Linked DNA regions of Mus musculus: all the other regions are linked to region 1. The links are chromatin contacts, called in public HiChIP or PLAC-seq maps. All regions are on one chromosome and are shown on one strand. The core of a region is the stretch at or near the end of the contact, and the rest is flanking DNA. Distances in the headings are between cores, read along the strand shown.

Region 1 (3,070 bases), core at 165-2,664:
TGACCTTTTCCCCTTACTGCTTTTAATATTCTTTCTTTTGTTTTGTGCCTTTGGTGTTTTGACTATTATACAACAGAAGGAATTTCTTTTCTGGTTCAATCTATTTGGATTTCTGTAGGCTTCTTGTATGTTTATGGGCATCTCTTTCTTTAGGTTAGGGAATTTTTCTTCTATAATTTTGTTGAAGATATTTACTGTCCCTTTAAGTTGGGAATCTTCACTCTCTTCTATACCTATTATCCTTAGGTTTGGTCTTCTCATTGTGTCCTGGATTTCCTGGATGTTTTGGGTTAAGAGCTTTTTGCATTTTGTATTTTCTTTGACTGTTGTGCCAATGTTTTCTATGGTATCTTCTGCACCTGAGATTCTCTCTTCTAATTCTTGCATTCTGTTGGAGATGCTTGCATCTATGACTCCTGATCTCTTTTCTAGGTTTTCTATTTCCAGGGTTGTCTCCCTTTATGATTTCTTTATTGTTTCTAGTTCCATTTTTAGATCCTGGGTGGTTTTGTTCAATTCTTTCACCTGTTTGGTTGTGTTTTCCTGTAATTCTTTAAGGGATTTTTGTGTTTCCTCTTTAAGGGCTTCTAGCTGTTTACCTGTATTCTCCTGTATTTCTTTAAGGGAGTTATTTATGTCCTTCTTACAGTCCTCTATCATCATCATGAGATGTGGTTTTAAATCAGAGTCTTGCTTTTCTGGTGTATTGGGGTATCCAGGGCTTGCAGTGGTAGAAGAACTGGTTTCTGATGATTCAAAGTAGCCTTAGTTTCTGTTGCTTAGGTTCTTGCCCTTGCCTCTCGCCATCTGGTTATCTGCGGTGTTAGCTGGTCTTGCTGTCTCTGACTGTGCCTTGTCCCTCCTGCAAGCCTGTGAGTCAGTACTTCTGGGAGATCAGTTGTCTTAGGGAGGTATTTGGGTACGGAGAGCTGTGGCACAGGGTCAGCTCTGGAGTGCAGACAGAAATCAGAAGGATCCTGTCCCTGGCTGTTCCTTGGTTCCTGTGTTCTGATGGCTCTGGGTGGGTCCCTCTTGTGGCAGGAATTTGAGCAGAAGTGGTGGTCTTACCTGTGCTCACAGTTGTTTTGGCACTCATGGGAGACCAGCTTTCCCCCGGTGGTATTTGGGTATGGAGCGCTGAGTCACAGGATCAGCTCTTGGCACATACAGAAACTGGAAGTATCCTGTCCCCGGCAGTTCCTTGGTTCATGTGTCCTGAGGGCTCCTGGTGGGTCTATCTGAACAGAAGCGGTGGTCTAATGTGTGCTCACAGGCTTGTCAGCACTCCTGGGAGATTTGCTCTCTCCCTGCTATGGTATTTGGGTATAGAATGCTGTGGCACAGGAACAGCTCCTGGTGCAGACAGAAACTGGAAGAATCCTCAAGAATCTTTCTAAGGGGTGTTATCACTTCCAGTTTTAGAAGAGGTTTATGAGAGTTTCAATTTCCCCATATGGTGGCTCCCATTTGATATATCTGTTCTCTTTACAACCAGCAGTCCCGGTAGGCACAGTGCTGTTACTGTGGTTTTAATTACCATTTCTTTAATTACTAACAATGTTGAGGGTTTTGTTGGACAGCCATTTTTTTAAAAATGAAGATCCACTCAGTTATTTTGCCCATCCTTTAGTATATTCTATTCTTGAATAGTTTTGTCTGTATGCATGCCAAATATATATATATTTTAGACCAAGAACTAACTGACTTCCTTCCTTCCTTACTCTTTGCCCTATGGGAAATGCTTTTTTCATTTTTTTTCACACTAATTTTTGAAGAAAAGATTTAAGTTTTGATAGAGTTTAATCTTTTCATGGTCTCTTTGATAGGTGCTGTTTTCTGCCTCTTTGTTCTTTGAGATAGGATCACACATGTCCCAAGCTGGCCTCGAACTCACTACATCTTGACTGAACATCTTCTGAGCCTCCTCCACTTGTATGGGAATTTTAAGGAGTTCACTGACAGCACCTATGCCTTAGAAAGCTTTGCCTGCCTACAGGCTGTATACAGTATTTGCCCCATGAAATGTTATAGTTTTAAATTGTAAATAAGTCTATGATCTGGATGAAGGTAACATACAGTCTGAGGTAAGGCTAGTCTTTCACACTGACAAATGGTTGTTTCCACGCTGTTTGCTGGAAAGTTTCCTCATGCCATTGAATCATCATGGCATCTTTTTCTAAAATCAATTGGTGGCATGCACATGGGTCTATTTCTAGATGGCCCTATTTGATTCCATTGATCTTTATGTCAACTCCTAAGATCAATATTATCTCAACTCCAATAACACTAGAGCATGCCATAAGATCAGGCTCCAGCTTTGTTCTTAAAGATTTCTTTGGCCAACTTAGAGTCTCTCTAATTTCCATACAGATGCTAGAAAAGTCTTGTGAATTTTTCAAAAGCTTGACAATATTTAGATTAGGATTCAATCTATACCTTGATTTGGGAAGAAGTAGAAACCTAAGGTCATTAATTCTTCCAACCCATGAGCATGGTGTCATACTCTTTCTTCAGCTCTTCTTTGATTGCTCCCGTGAAGACTTCCCCATTTCAGCAAGCTATCCATACCTAAATATTTCATAGCTTTGGTGACACTGTAAATAGTAACATTTAAATGTTTTGTTTTCTAACTGCCTGTGGCTAATATATAGACATTTCTATGCTTTTATAGAGATTTTTTATCCAGAAACATTGTCAGGTTCATTCAGAAAACTCGATTCTGTATGATTTTAGTCTTAAATTCACTATGATTTATTTTACGGCCCAGAATATCAACTCTCTTGATGAACACTTCATATGCATGTGAAAAGAATATGTATGCTGCTCTTATTGATAGGGAATCCTTTGGAAAGGTCAGGGTGACTGCTGGAATTTTTCAGGTCCCCCATCGACAGGTGCTAGCCATACTCCAGCACTGAGAACTGGGGTACACAGCTATAAAGATGGCCTTCCACTCCTCCTTCAGTTCTGAGAGTGTTTCATTCAAGCACTTTGAAGCTCTGTTATCAGACATTTGAACAACAAGGATTCTTATATCTTCTTGGAAAATACCCTTTATGGTTTTGAAATC
Region 2 (3,070 bases), core at 325-2,824, 250 kb after region 1:
GCCTGGGCACTGCTGTGCTCTGCCTTGAGGATAACGGACTGAACCTCTGAACCTGTAAGCCAGCCCCAATTAAACGTTGCTCTTTCTAAGAGTTGCTTTGATCATGGTATCTCTTCACAGCAGTAAAGCCCTAGCTAAAATGGGGAAATACTTGGCTGTACGCTCCAATCTTTTCTCAAGCAGCTCCTTCCACTTACCAAGCCAGCTGAGACAAAAGCCAAAACGCACAACCCGAGGGTGGCAGCTACCTGCAGTACAAAGCAGAACTGCAGAAACACAAGCAGTAGATCTGAGACCAAATCTAACCAAGAAGTACACACATCTCAGAGAAAACCTCTACCACTGCCCTAAGACACAGGACAAGCCTGCTCTTGCAGCATTTGTTAGTAAGGAATAACACCGGAAACTCCCAAAGTCTCCGACAACAGGACAATGGCTTAACCACTGTGCTACAAGACTACACAACAGTGGAATAAATGAACTTCAGCTAGATAGAACATCTGAATCCCATGTGTGTGTGTGTGTGTGTGTGTGTGTGTGTGTGTGTGTGTGTGTGTGTTTGTGTGTAAATCAATAGCGTACTATAACCAGGCGTTGTGGTGGCACACCTATAAACCCAGTACTTAGAAGGCAAGAAGATCATGAGTTCCTGCATGACATAGTAAAAACACAACTCAAAAAATAAAATAATTTACCCACAATTCAAAAATGCACAACTAAATAAACATCATTTTCATATTTAAAATCTATAAAAAATGAGGAACAGAATATAGTTGAAAGGTTGGGAGAGCAGAAGTGCTTAATAGTATTGGTTAATTAAAACTTTATAATTAAATTAGGCACGGTCTCCACTGACATTCATTTTAATATTCTTCTCACAACTTACCCATTTTTTTTATACTTTGATACATGTTTACATCTTTAATTCTGTTCTTCCCTTAGGTATTTCAAAGACTGCTAAAGGAAAGCTAGTCCTTTGCATTCAATGACATAAAGAAAAGGCGGTATGACAAAACCCATGTTACCAAGACACCCACTGGGCTGTCCCTAACCATAATTATAATGTAGACAAAATCCGTCTTGAAATCTCATTCTCCCTTGGGCGAGGACATCTAGAAAAGCCCAGATACATTTTGGAAGGGGAAGTAGAGAGGATTGTGAAAGATACAAAGTGTTGCCACGCAAAGTCTCTATGTGTAACAGGATGCTGCAGGGGCTGAAGGAGCCAGCAATTTCACAATGACAGTGACCCACATGAGGGTCTGGTTCCAAGTTCTGTAAAGCAGAAATGGAAATCACCAGGATCTCTGAGAAGAAGAAGGGACATGGAAGGGGACATTGTCCCCTTGAAGAGGGGATTAGGAGGAGCCGTCACCTTTTTTTTTTTTTGAGATTTGTTTTATTTTTGTACATGTGTGCATGTGCATATATGTGTGTGTACAAGTGTGTGTACATGTATGTGTCTCTTTGTGTATGTGTGCATGTGTGTATACATGTGCATGTGTGTACAAGTGTGTGTGTGTGTGTGTGTGTGTGTGTGTGTGTGTGTGTGTGTGTGTGCCTGCGGAGGCCTGCAGAGGACAATGAATCCCCTGAAGCTGGAATTTCCCTCTGTGAGTTGTGAGTTGTCCTATGTGGGTGCTGAGAACTGAACTTGGGTCCTCCAAGAAGAACGGTATGCACTCTTAGCCACTGAGCCATCTCTCTGACCCCAAGGTACCTTTATTTTCTGACACTTGGGATAGCAGTTGTGTCTGTGATTCATTATATGACCTTGAACAGGCCACTTCTAATCATGTCTCAGGTTCTAGTCTCTGTAACAAAAGTCCACCTTCTTTCAAGGTATGATTTTCTCCCTCTCCTCGAGGGAGAGATAGTTCACTAGTAAGGATCCTCCTCCACTCGGGCCTGACTGTGGATGGGCCCATTCTTATGTGGACCTAGTGCAGACATCCAGACCTGCTGTGGCTTTCTGACTGGAAGGGCTGTGTTTTGCCCATGAAAGGCTATTACACAGCCCTTCTCGTTCTCTGCTTTCCCATTCTTTCACCCTCGCATTCACAGTGTTCCTTGAGCCTTAGTATGGGATACATGACTTGGCTACAACTCAATGCCTTGTATCATGAATTTCTGTGCTCATCACCATTTGCTAGAGAGAGATTTTTTTTCTAATTAATGCTGAGAGTAACGTTTATCTATGGTATCAACATAAATCTCCAGAGGGCTACTTGACATGCCATATCAATTTGGCTAAACAACGTTATTCAATTCCCACATAGGGCCTGATCTTCCACCATGAGCTTTTTTAACCAGGTTTCCAGTATCAGAGATGTATTCCCTCCAGTGGAGTGGGGTTCAAATCCAACCAGAGAGCAGTTGGTTACTCCTGTGCCTGTGGTGCCACTATTGCACAAGTGCGCACATCTTTCTTGGTAGTTTAATCTCTAGAGACCAAGTAAACAGTAATAACAACAACAAAATAGATTTGCTTCTTTTCTCGTTCCTTAAAAAATGATCTCTCTTGAGAATGCATTTGGCATCCGATGGTCTTGTCTAGTAATGGCTGAAAATATGAAAACATTGTGTCACTGCTCCATGCCCTTCGTAGTGTCAGACAGAAAATCTGCTGCCCTTTAAACTTTAAATGGAGAGTTTAAAACTTTTTTCTTGTTTTTCAGAAGTTTAATTACAAGTCTTGATAAATATTTCTTTGTGTTTATTTTATCAGAGTTTACTCAATTCTTGAATATGTAGGTTTTTCTCCCTAGCCAAACTTTTTCGGTAAGTTCTTAGCAACTGCTATTACTTCTTATGAACGCACATCAACAACATCCCCTTCCTCCTCTCCTTATAGAACTCTCATGATACAAGTGTTCATTTTCTTGTTAATGTCCTGAAGGTCTCTAAGGCTCTGATAAATTTTTTTCAATCTATTTTCTTCTAATGGTTCAGATAATTAAATTCTATCAGCTCATTTTCAATTTATGAGTTCTGTTCACTGCCATCTCTACCCAGTACTCAATCTGTCCAGCAAAAATTTTATTCTAATTACTAAATTTTTAAATTTTAT
Region 3 (3,070 bases), core at 338-2,837, 210 kb after region 1:
GCTTTACATTAGCATCCAGCACTGAGCTCAAGCCACCCCTGTGTTCTGGAAGCGCCCCACATCCTGAGCACTCTCCTATGAGATACACACACTGGTTTTATGTGGAGTGAGCACCATACGCTTTCCCAAATTTGGTCAAGAATAGTTCTTTTAAAAAAAATAAAATAAAATAAAAATAAAAGAGTTTGGCAAAGTACCAGAAAAGGTTGTCTTTTTTAGAAGGACATACAAAGATTATTTTGGAAAGCTTGGAAAAAAAAGAAGGCTTGCAGCTTTACCAGACAGTCAGGAAGGGTAATTGGTTTCTCTGAAAAGCAGTGACTGCTCAAGTTCTACCCATAGAAGTAGGTACCTAGGGGAGAGACAGATCATTTATAAACCACAAAACAGTACTTTCTGATAGATATAGCACTTCACTTGAAGTGGACTTTAAGAATTGTTTCAAATGGCTTAAGTTAATCCCTAACATAGCTGAGCTTTTAGAAGGCTTCCTTATGATAAAACCACGTGTTCATGTTTTTTTTTTATCAATGCATTGTAAACATTTTATTGTCGTTAAACACTCCTAGATCATGGTCACACAATCTGTTGAAATGTTTCCAACCATTGAAACTTGTTTCACACACTTCATTCTCTTGTATTTCTCCAAATAAGTACATGATATCAAACGAATATTTTTTTTAAAAACTATTTAAATACTGCTTGTGAAGAAAAAGACCTTTCTCATGAATAATTTTTTAGTCAGATATACTTTACCTCACTAAATGGATACAGTTGATGGGAACAAGAGTCCATACTCTGGCTTAAAGCTTGGATTTGCTAGTCTAAAACTGGTTTAGAAACTTCAACTGTCCATACGCAGAGTGAGGTTATCATTACATTTCTCAGAGGTAATTTTGTAGGTGGGCTTATCTCCATAGCAAAGCTATAGTGGCTAAAGTTTTGTCTTTCACATAAGTCCTATATTTAATAATAATATTTTGTTGTTATCTAAGTTTGTTTTCATTTTGGACAATAAAGTATATGTTCATATTGATATTTTTTATTAAAATTAAATTTATTATTTGGGAAAAGCACTGTCTTGTCTTTCACTTTTCAAAAGTATCTCCAAAATAGATTTTAATATCTGCATGATATTCTAATAGATGCAGATTTTCTTTTGATAAGATTTCTTTATGTTATTTTAAATTTTTAACTTTTACTTTTATTTGTACAAGTCTGTGCATGAGCACAAATATATATGCATGTAACAGTGCCAGAGAAAGCCAAAAGGGTTCATCAAATCCTCTGGAACTGGTTGTGACCCTCCCAAGATGGGAGCTGGGAATCGAATTCACACACTCTGAAAGACCAGCAAGCGTGCTAATCACTAAGCCATCTACCTCTCCACTCCTGGTTTCTCTCATTTTAACAATGATTGCATCTTTATTTTTGCCAAGTTTTTGGTTAGCCTTTAAAGACAAAGTCATAAATGGCAACTACAGAGCCAAAAAAGGTCTGAGTGCAGTGAAGCATTGGCCTCAGGGGGCCCTTCTCAGCTCCTCCTCTGGTTCTGTTAACACTCAGTGCTCTGGGATCCTTTTCCTAAGGCCCACTTCCTCTGATAAGGTTTTCCATTTGGTCACCAATGGTTTTAGATCAGCTGCTAAGGGAGATGTGAAACATCTGGGTGAAAATGGCTTTTGAGGGAAATTTTCAATATCCAGATGGTTCTTTCCCTCTCAAAAGTTCCTCCAAAACAAGGAAGAGAAGAAACAGAAACTTCACATAAAGTCAGTAAGTAGACGGAGAAAAGATAAATGACTTATCAGAAGAGTGAAAGGTCAAACCTAAGACACACAAGGGAAGACGCCTGTGGAATGAAAGCGAAACTGTCCCCAAGAACGCCAGAAGAATCAGGAAATGTAAGTATGAGAGAGAAGAGAGGAATAGACCAGCGACAGCAGCTGAACCCCGAGATGCTTGCCAGATCAAACTGGTTCCCCTTCCCAGCAGAACAGATGGACCATTTCTGCTGAAACAGAACCAGAATTGTTCGAATCTAGATGAGAGTGGCTTAAGGCATAGAGAATAGTGTAAAAAGCAGAGCTAAGCGGAGATAAATGAAAATCTGCACATTGACTAAAATAACCTTAGCCCCTTCCACCACAGTGTGATGGGAGCCAGGCTCCTGAAACATTGGGCAGAGACTAGATAAGTCCTTCCTGAAGACGGTGAATGGTAGATGAGCAATACCCACAGATGCCAACACACGGGGATTGCTGACAGCAAACAAGTCTTGCAAACATACACACATGCACACACACACACACACACACACACACACACACACACACGTACGTGCGTGCTAATTCATTCAATTCATACTTTTGGAAGGATGCTGTTCTGGGTACATGGGACTGAAAAACAACCAAAACAGAAATCTCTCTCTTCACAGAGCTTCCATCCTAGTGAAAGAAAACAAACAATAAATACAACAAACAATAAATTATATAGTTTAGGGAGAAAGTAAAGCCAGAAAGTAGGGGAGGAGATGCCAGAAAGTGTTCACATATACATGTATGTATAAAACCATATGTGACATAAAAGTAGAAAGGCAAGTATTTGGGGGACCAGTGAGAGCAGGGAGAGGGCAAAGGAAGGTCATGAAGGTGACTAAGCAAAGTACAGTGGAGGCAGGCACATGTCGGTGGATGAACACGTCATAGGGAGACTCATTATTTGGTATGCATACCAAAAAATAGTCTTAACAGGCAGTGGTGGTGCACACCTTTAAACCCAGCACTTGGGAGGCAGAGGCAGGCAGATTTCTGAGTTCGAGGCCAGCCTGGTCTACAGAGTGAGTTCCAGGATAGCCAGGGCTACACAGAGAAACCTGTCTCAAAAAAACAAAACAAAAATAATAATAAATTGTCTGTCTTAAAGGATCTCAAAGAAATAATAAAAGATATTTTACTCTTTCAGTAGTAATTATATAAAGTTTTAAAGTAGCAATCCAAGAACAACACAAACTCTTCTGGATTAAAGATATGTGGAACTTGACACCGCTTTCTGGCCTGCTGGAATGTGA
Region 4 (3,070 bases), core at 231-2,730, 180 kb after region 1:
CAGAAAGACAACGTTCACACGTCCTCTCTAATTTATAGGTCCTAAATTTAATGTTCCTACGTATATAAGAAAGGGGTAAGGGAATGGGGATAAACTATGAAACCAGAGAGCAGAGCTGAGAGGGGAAGAAGAGGTACTGAGAAGGTGGGGACAGGCAAAAGTCAGATCCAGCCTGAAAGAGGAAAGGGGGTTCCAGGGTGGGTCAGAGGAGCAGAAGAAAAACATCAAAAACAATTTGGCTTGAAGAATGCAACATTGAGACCTACCTCTGTGTAAGCCAATAAATAATCATTTAAAATGTTAACGATGTCACTTTTCCTAAAGCCAAGCACAGCCTCCACTCTTCCGGTCTTGCCCACGAATGTCTGCTTGTCATTTTCCCAGTAGGAGCTACACATTACTGAGAAAACACCAACAGTGGCTACGATCCTTCAAGGAAACTGGCTAAGTAGAAGCCAAAAGGAAGACAGCAATACTGCAAGTCTTAGCCGTGAAGTCAACCCCTGCAGGAATGCTGTGTCCTCTCAGAGGTCTCTGTGCACCGGGAACTCCACGGCTTCCCAAGGCTCTATTGATGTGGCTCCTACATCACATCAGACAAGCCACCAAAGAGACCCTGGGCGGTGCACAGACTGCAAGAGACTTCATGTTTTAAAGGACACAATGAGGATTTTTCCCAATTCTCTTCCTAGAAAATTATTCTAAAAATACTAAGTGAGGCAGAGGAATCTGTCCTCCGCAGGCAGCCAGGCAGAGGCTCTCTTCCACACTGGGAAGATTTTCCCCACTTCTCTTCCTAGAAATTTTTCTAAAAATAATGTAAACATAGAACCAATCTTGGGTGGAAGAAGGCAGCCCCAGGGGGTACATCTACAATGCAATACCTGCACTTAAGGCTCTATGAACATCTCAAAAGAGAAGGCAGAGAGTTATAAGAGCCGTGGTAACAGGGATGCTGTGAGATTGTAGGGGGTGAAGGGAAATTCAGTATGATTCAGTATGGCTGCCTAAACAAGACCTGAACAGTAACAATATCAATAACATGCTAATGCAGAAGAAGGAAATCTCATAAGGTCCCACCCTGAGACAAGGGACAATAAGCCACTAATGACAGCAGAAAGAAGGAGAATTAGCCTCTCCCAGGTATAAGGAAAACCCCCTATTAGTTATCCAAAACAAAGTGGTGCGCATGAAATCACATATATATACACAAGCCATATTAAACAGACTCTGTGGTTGTGTGTGTGTGTGTGTGTGTGTGTGTGTGTGTGTGTGTGTATGATAATTTTTAAAAGGAAGTCATCAATTTGAGATGGAATGAAGGGATATGGGAAGACTTAGGCTATGGTGATTTGAATAGGCTTGACGCCCACAGATTCATATGTTTGAATGTTTGGTCATAGGAGTGGCAATAATTAGGAGACATGGCCATGTTAGAGGAAGCATGGCTCTGCTGGAGGAAGTATGTCACTGTGTAGGCAGGCTTTGAGGTCTCCTGGCTCAGGCCAGTGTGGAAGAAAGCCTCCTGCTGCTGCCTGCAGAGGACAGTCTCCCCCTAGCTGCCTTTGAATCAAGATGTAGAACTCTCAGCTTCTTCTCTTGCCGTATATGCCTGGATGGTGCCATGCTCTTGCCATGATGATAATGGTCTGAACCTCTGAAACTGTAAGCCAGCCCCAATTAAATATTTGTCTTTAAAAGAGCTGCCTTAGTCATGGTGTCTGTTCACAGCAATGAAACCCTAACTAAGACAAAAGGAAAGGAGAGAAGCAATATAATTTTTTAACGTTAGAGAAAAAAAGGAAGAAGAAAAGCACACAACTGCAAGGCAGCGGAAGGCAAGGCCTTAGTGCCTTCAAGAGATCCTGACAGGAAGCAAACCAACCCAACCTAGCTCAATGGAAAAACTACAGAGTGGCAGGCGCCAGGGCACTTGCTCCTGTTAAATCTATAGTTAAGGTTCCCCTGGAATAGCTTGGAAAATGTATTTCTCCTCCAGAGAAAAACTACAAAATCATGACAAAATGTCTAAACTGTGTAAAATAATTGGAAGTTGGTCAAAACCAGACATAAGATGAGAGACACAAGTTTTTAAAAACTGGGATCTGGGGTTGGAGAACTGGCTCCACAGTTAAGATCACTGATTGCTTTCCCAGAGGGCCATGGTTCAACTCCCATCTCCCATGTGAGTAACTCACAGTCCTCTGTAATCCTAGTTCCAGAGGATCTGAAATCATCTTTTGAACTCTGTTGGCACCAGGTATGCACATGGCACACAAACATGGTAGACAAGCTCACATGCAAGCAAAACCTTTACACAAAGAGATAGATAGACAAATAGACAGACAGACAGACAGGTTGATTTTAAAACCTAAAATGGAGTGTAGGCTAGTGGAAAGGCTGGGGAACTGCAAAAAAGATAGTAGAAAGGATCTCACAAAAAGTATTATACTAAGAAATTATCTGAATACAAGTGGTACCCAAATTCCTGGTTGACACCATACCAGGACCCCATGAAGAAAACCCCAGAACAGGCAACAGAAATGACAGCTAGGAACTGAAAGAACTTGGGGGTGGGTGGGGGGATTTCTATTGCTGCTTAGCTGGCGTGAAAATGTCTGAGTCTGAGTCAAGTTAGATACACAAACATGAAAAAACAAGAAACAATTCTTTTTGGCTAAAAGTAAGAGGTAAATAAAGGTCTTTTTCGTATAAATGAAAACCAACAGAACTCCTACCATTAAAAAGGTCAGAAGACTAAGTTTTTCAAGAAAAAGTAAAGTGTTTTAGAAACTAGACAGAAACTTGAATCTTTGGAGGTGAGCACCGGAAATGGTAAGTATGTATTCAAATGTAGACTACTATACATTTTCTTCTTCTCTTGATTGCTTTAACAAAGGCATGGCTGTCACATGCTGATGTGATAAAAACCATGTTATAGACTCTAGCCAGGGAAGCAGGTTGGCTACCTACAGCTCTTCACCTCTTCCTCCTATCCCCCAAATCCAGTCCACTGGCCTCATCCCCAGTTCTGAATCAGCTCTGGCTCCCCCTTCTTCCCCTCCACACT

What was found. HiChIP or PLAC-seq counts read pairs in DNA pulled down with a chosen protein or histone mark.
Region 2: an H3K27ac HiChIP or PLAC-seq map of acute myeloid leukemia shows a contact between it and region 1, with 4 times the contacts expected there. The contact joins two enhancer-like sites. A contact is called at or near these places in 5 of 115 datasets of contacts at active chromatin or transcription factors (acute myeloid leukemia, bone marrow-derived macrophages, embryonic stem cells and 2 more).
Region 3: a contact with region 1 is called in an H3K4me3 HiChIP or PLAC-seq map of bone marrow-derived macrophages, with 8 times the contacts expected there. The contact joins two enhancer-like sites. A contact is called at or near these places in 2 of 484 Hi-C or Micro-C datasets (bone marrow-derived macrophages and nephron progenitors), 3 of 115 datasets of contacts at active chromatin or transcription factors (acute myeloid leukemia, bone marrow-derived macrophages and large pre-B cells) and 1 of 9 other capture datasets (embryonic stem cells).
Region 4: a contact with region 1 is called in an H3K4me3 HiChIP or PLAC-seq map of bone marrow-derived macrophages, with 3 times the contacts expected there. The contact joins two enhancer-like sites. A contact is called at or near these places in 2 of 484 Hi-C or Micro-C datasets (CD4 T cells and uterus) and 5 of 115 datasets of contacts at active chromatin or transcription factors (bone marrow-derived macrophages, heart atrium, large pre-B cells and 1 more).

What each region holds. Positions count from the first base shown.
Region 1 is chr14:30,189,352-30,192,421 of GRCm38.p6, forward strand. All of the region lies in intron 4 of Cacna1d (calcium channel, voltage-dependent, L type, alpha 1D subunit), which reads right to left. Among named protein-coding and RNA genes, the nearest start is that of Gm52107, 33 kb to the right of the region's middle. Within about 2 kb of position 1,415, at least 16 of the 459 cell types and tissues checked have an H3K27ac peak or open chromatin away from gene starts, as enhancers often do. A contact at or near this core is called in acute myeloid leukemia and bone marrow-derived macrophages, where this site is marked.
Region 2 is chr14:30,434,342-30,437,411 of GRCm38.p6, forward strand. It overlaps a transcript of Cacna1d not described here. Among named protein-coding and RNA genes, the nearest start is that of 4831407H17Rik, 22 kb to the right of the region's middle. Within about 2 kb of position 1,575, at least 32 of the 459 cell types and tissues checked have an H3K27ac peak or open chromatin away from gene starts, as enhancers often do. A contact at or near this core is called in acute myeloid leukemia and bone marrow-derived macrophages, where this site is marked.
Region 3 is chr14:30,404,089-30,407,158 of GRCm38.p6, forward strand. It overlaps a transcript of Cacna1d not described here. Among named protein-coding and RNA genes, the nearest start is that of Cacna1d, 52 kb to the left of the region's middle. Within about 2 kb of position 1,588, at least 70 of the 459 cell types and tissues checked have an H3K27ac peak or open chromatin away from gene starts, as enhancers often do. A contact at or near this core is called in bone marrow-derived macrophages, where this site is marked.
Region 4 is chr14:30,369,766-30,372,835 of GRCm38.p6, forward strand. It overlaps a transcript of Cacna1d not described here. Among named protein-coding and RNA genes, the nearest start is that of Cacna1d, 18 kb to the left of the region's middle. Within about 2 kb of position 1,481, at least 3 of the 459 cell types and tissues checked have an H3K27ac peak or open chromatin away from gene starts, as enhancers often do. A contact at or near this core is called in bone marrow-derived macrophages, where this site is marked.